Regions from separate parts of the Sus scrofa genome. Here region 2 is linked to region 1. The links are chromatin contacts, called in public Hi-C maps. All regions are on one chromosome and are shown on one strand. Each heading gives the region's core, a stretch centred on a gene start, on an enhancer-like site or on the middle of the called end of the contact. The rest is flanking DNA. Distances are from core to core; before and after follow the strand shown. Region 1 holds the start of L1CAM (neural cell adhesion molecule L1). Region 2 holds the start of ARHGAP4 (rho GTPase-activating protein 4).

Region 1 (2,547 bases), core at 16-2,515:
CAGGGGCGGTCCAGAAGCCCCAGCCCGCTGGATGGAGTGAACTGGAAGCAGGGCATCTACCTGGAGGGGGTGGCGGGCGTCCCATTTCTTGGGAGGGGGGGCAGATGGTGCTGGGCCTGTCTCCCTGAGACGGGCAGTGATGGGCAGGGTTCCCGATACCCTGTAGGGGGCAGCAGGTTGTACTAGGCTCTTTGCAGCCCCTGCCAACCAAGAACCCCCCCAAAATCTGCCCTAGGCAGGGAGGAACGGGAAACTCGGACTCCTCCCATAACCCAACAGCCAAGGAAGACTGGGCAGTAGGTCAAAGACCTGCAGGACCCCAGCCCCTGAGGCCCTCCCTCCCCCTACCTGATGGACCCACATCCTACCCCCATGTGCACAGATGCCCACTGGTGGGTTCCCAGGCCACCCTCACCCAGTGCACCCTTTCTTGGTCATCAGAGCCTGCAGGAACTGAGGCTCCAGACGCACCCTTCACCTCCAGGGCAGGAGACCCTGGTCTTGGCGCAGGCTGGAGGGAAGCCCCCAGGAGTCCAGGCTGGGGTTTTGCAAGAAGGAAGAGAACAAAGCCCCCCCTCCCACCTTGGGGCGGAGGGCCAGGCAGTGCCCAGCCCAACTGTCTCCCCTCCCCCCCACTGCAGGGGTGGCTTAACCCCGTCACCCCTCGACCACGCAGGCAGCTGGATTTTCAGCCAAACGGGGCGGCCCTCCACTGGGGAAGAGGGGCAGCCACGCCCAGGGCCACACCCCACGATGGCCGAGGATGGTCGGGGTGGGGGGGGCGGGGGGGTGTGAATTGGGTCCATCGCGCCCCCCCCCCACGCACCCAGCCGGAGGGACGTGCCAACTTCAGCCCCCACCACCCCGTACAGACCCTGCCCGGCTCCCCCCCGGAGCAGCCCTCCCCGGGTCGGCATTTGGGGCGCCGCCCAGGTACCCTTCACCTGTCGGGCTTCAGCCCCCGGCCTCCCTTCCCGGCCCGGCTGCGGTCCTCGGGGCCTGGAGCTGGGGGCCCGGGCCTGGGTGGGGCTCTGGCCGCTCCGCCCGTGGTCCCGGGGTGGTCCGGGTGGAGCTCCCCGGCCTCGCCCCCGGGGCAGGGCTGGGACGGGAGGCTCGCGGCGCTGCAGCCGGGGGCCCGGGCGCGAGGGCAGGTCTGCCCGCCTTACCTGCGCTGCGGCCGCCGCTCGGGCTGCCCGCCCAGCCTCCGCACACGCCGGCCTCGGACCCGCCGCCCGGCGCGTCTGCGATGCTGATGCGCGGCGGCCGCGGCGGCGGGGCGGGGGCGGGGCGGGGCGGGCGGGCTTGCGCGCGGGGGAGGGGGGAAGGGGGAGGGGGAGGGAGCGCAGGGGAGGCGGGGGAGGGGGAGTGAGATCACCTCCCCGGCCGCCCGCCCCGCCCCGCCGCGCCCCGCCGCGCCCGGCCGCGCCGCCGAGCGGGGCTGCCGAGCCGGGTGCGGCCCGGGAACCCCGGTGACCTCCTCCGGGAGCTCAGTGGGCGCCCCCCTCCCCGGCCCCGCAGTGCCCCGCACGAGAGCACCCGCGCCGCAGTGGGGGCCCGGGGCAGACGCGCTCGGCTGGGGTGCCCCCGGGGCGCGGTGCTGGGCGGCGGGGTGGAGTCGGGTGGGGAGACAGGACCCCCAGCCGCCAGCCGGCCCTCGAGGGCGCTGGCGAGCGACCGGCACCCACACGCAATGCGATCTTGGCCGCGCCCTGGTCCCTGGTCGTGGGATGTTTGGACGTGCCCCCCCCCCCGCCCCCGCGCGCGCCCAAGGCAGGATTCCGGAGTCTCTGGGCTCCCCCCCTCCGACCCTCCTCATCCTAGGCGGGAGGGGCGCGCGGACCTGGATCTCAGTTATCAGCCCGCTGGGGAGGGGCAGAGGGGCGCGGGCTCCAGCGCAGCCCAGAGCCGGGGGTGGGGGCTGCCGGGGTGCCGAGGACGTGTTGAGAGGGCGCCCCTCGAGCTGCCATCTCCCGTGCCCACCTTGCCCCGACTCTCCGCCAGTTTTCCGGGCGTCTTATTTCTTTGTCTAGGGGATTGGCCCCCTTCCGACCTTTCCTGGTGGCCCCACATCCTCCAGCACCGGAAAGCCTGGGGAAGGATATCCTCCCCAGCGCACCCCCCCGCCTCCACCCCCAGGCTCGTGGCCTTGACCAACGAGGCCACGCGGAGGGCACAGCCATTCCGGAGTGAGCCGAGCCTGGCCGCAGGGCAAGGAAGGCCTAGGGCCCAGATGGCAGATTACAGCCCTGGTGGCCACGGGATTTTTATGGGCATGCCTGTTGCCCAGTGAAGCATATGGGCCCTCCACTCAGCCTCCGGAGACCCTCCGAGCTCTGCAGGGGGCCCGCGTGGGAGGGGACCTGGAGTCCCCGCCCATCCGCCCACCCCCATCCCCCCAGCTGCCCTTTCTGCGGGAAGGGGAGGTTTGGGGTGGCTCCACCTGCCCTGGGGAAGGTCTGGGTGTCTTTAGAAGGAGCAACGGCGGAGAGCAGGCTCCTCCCAAAGGCAGAGGGCTGTGGAGCTGGTGGGGGTGCTCCCAGGGCTGCC
Region 2 (2,547 bases), core at 23-2,522, 37 kb after region 1:
AGCTAAAATCACCAGACATCCAGAGCAGGCAAGGAGCATCTTAAAGGACAGCCTCGCCCAAGCCCCCAGTTTTGCAGTGTGAATGAACAGCCCCGTATCTACTGACTGAAGAGTCTCCCAAGTCCTTCGGCCTCATGACATTTGGGGGGTGCAGGCTGGGGGTCACTCTCTCCAGCTGAGAAATGGTGCAGGCAAGGCTTGGAGAGCTGGCTCGCCCTGCTCAAAGTCCCCTCCGGGGAGGACTGGAGCATATTTTGGTGTAAATTGCTTTCATTGGACAATCACGTTGGAACCTGCATCTGCGGACTGGAAGGAAACGCAGGGATCATTTGACTCTACCTCCTGTGAACTACAGGGCTGTGTGACCCCAAGCAAGTCACTGCTCCTCTCTGAGCTTCGATTTCCTTCCTTGGTAAAACTGAGCCACTCAGGGGTGATACAGGAGGTCGTGCGTCTGAAGACACCAGAAAACTTTAGGGCCTCAAACTGCTGGTGCTTGGCTGCTGCCTTCTTCCCTTTGTATGAGTCACCACGCCCTGAATAAGACCCGCAGAAGCTGATTTGCATGCGATGCGACAGAGTGTTTATCAGAACCCAAGGAGGGCTACTCTCCAGGAGGCCGAAAGTCTCTCAGGCCCAGATTCCCGGCCCTGGCTTGACCCCGACACAGTGGCCTTCAAACGCTGAGGCAGTCACCTCGGTGCCCAGGGGGAGGGCAGAGGGACGGGGCTACAGGGAATGGAGCGGTTTGAGGGCAAAGCCATCAGGACGCCCTTACCCACCCACTCCCGCCCCAGCAAAGCCAAGGTATTCGGCTTCCCCGAGGCTAGAGAGGCACGCTCTGGGCAGCACCTTGGTGCACCCGGTGGGTGTCCCCTTCCCTCCTTGGGCTCCTTAGGTGAGGTGCAGGGAGAAGCGGGGAGGGCAGAGCCACCGCGCACGCAGGGAGGGAGAGAAGGGGCGAGGGAGGCAGGGGAAACTGCAGGCGGCCGTGGAGAGGCAGGCGGGCGGGCGGCTCGGTTCCTTCCCCCAGCCCCTCTGGGGGACTTTTCCGGCTCCCCCAAGAACACCTCCTCAGGGGCCAGGCCGGGCGCGCCCAGCGCCCTCTCACCTTTGACTTGCGCCTCATACTCGGCCTGCGGCCCTCGCTCCCGGCGCAGCTTCCCGTGCGTGGCCATGGCCGCCCGGCGGCCGCGCCGTCGAGCCCCGCTCTTCCCACGCGGCCGTGAGCGGGCCCGGCGCTGGGACCTGGGGCCCAGCAGCCAGCACCCTGCGCGGGCCCCGCCCCGCCCCGTCCCTCCCCCCGCGTGGCTGGGGGGGCGGGGCGGCCCAGGCCTGGCACTGCCGCCACCCGCTGCCCTGCCCGGGAGGGGGCTGAGCGTGGGGGTGGGGGGAAGGAGTTCCCACTGTGGCCGGGCCTCGTGGCCCGCGCACCACCGGGGCGGCCTTGTGCCCAAGCAGCCAGGGCCGGTGTGAGAGCCCCCAGGTGCCATCTTCCCCCCAACCTCCAGAAGGCTGTCTGATCACCACCGCCAGACAGCGCCCTTCACATCATGGCCATTGGCCCTCAATGCCAGGGGACAGGACAGCATAGCCGCCCCAGGCCGTGGGCTCCCCTGGGTCATCTGCTTCCCTCCGGCCCCCGGGACATGAGATGGGGTCCCATCCTTCCCAAGTCACAGCCCCAAGCGATAAGCACAAGGAGCCTGGAGAGCCAGGTGGGAAGGGAGGTCGGTCGGCAGCAGAAAACAGAAGGGGTGTCCTCTGGAGGCCCCCCGTGTGGTGGGGGTGGGGGGCAGACAGCAGGGCTGAGCTGAGGTTCCCCTTCTGCTCAGCCCTGTAGGGAGGAACGAGCCTGTTTCCCCATAGGTGGTTACCACTTCCTGCTGCCGGAAGAGACTCTTCTGCCTCCCTTCCCCGGCAGCTTTGCACCTGCTCTGTCCTAGGCCTGGGGGGCTGGGGAGGGGCCGCCCTCTTCCTTCCCCCTCAGAGCAAGGCCTTACTGAGCCTGGCGGGGGGGGGGGGTATCTGGGAGCCTCTCTAATCCAGGGGCACTGGAGTTTCCCCTCACCCCTCTCTACCAACTGGAAGTCACAGGACTACAGTTTTTCTCCAGTATACTGAGACGGCAGGGTGCATGCAGCAGGTGACAAGCCAGATTTGACAGCCAGCCATCTTCGGTTGGGTGGGAGGGACATCCCTGGGGTATTGTCGCTGGTGAAAGAGGTGAAGGCAGTTAGGCTCCGGGATTGTGCCTGGGGAAGGCAGGCTTGTAGGCACTAGTGCAAGGGATCCAGGAGTGTGTGCACGGATGTCAAGGTTGAGCTCTGTACAAATGTGGGCACACGTGACCCTGACCTGCAGCTCTGGGAAGGAGGGGACTCTGTGAAGGTACTTCTTGGCTTTGGACTGTGGGCAATTCTCTTGGCTCCTCAGCTCCCTGCCCCCCACCTCCAGAACCAAGGCCCTTCTCTGAGGTGCAGTGTGCCTACGGGGCCCGGGCCAAAAGGCCTGGAAGCTGCTCTGAGGCCAGCAGGGACCCATGCC

What was found. Hi-C and Micro-C count contacts between places; a contact is called where the count stands out from the background.
Region 2: a Hi-C map of epiblast stem cells shows a contact between it and region 1, with 2.4 times the contacts expected there. The contact joins the promoter of ARHGAP4 here to the promoter of L1CAM in region 1. A contact is called at or near these places in 2 of 47 Hi-C or Micro-C datasets (embryonic fibroblasts and epiblast stem cells) and 1 of 2 datasets of contacts at active chromatin or transcription factors (skeletal muscle).

The regions. Positions count from the first base shown.
Region 1 is chrX:124,617,027-124,619,573 of Sscrofa11.1, forward strand. L1CAM (neural cell adhesion molecule L1) reads right to left here and starts at 1,266. Exons shown (of 30, transcript XM_003135494.5): 1 at 1,167-1,266.
Region 2 is chrX:124,654,040-124,656,586 of Sscrofa11.1, forward strand. ARHGAP4 (rho GTPase-activating protein 4) reads right to left here and starts at 1,273. Exons shown (of 23, transcript XM_003135484.5): 1 at 1,112-1,273. The coding sequence starts at 1,178.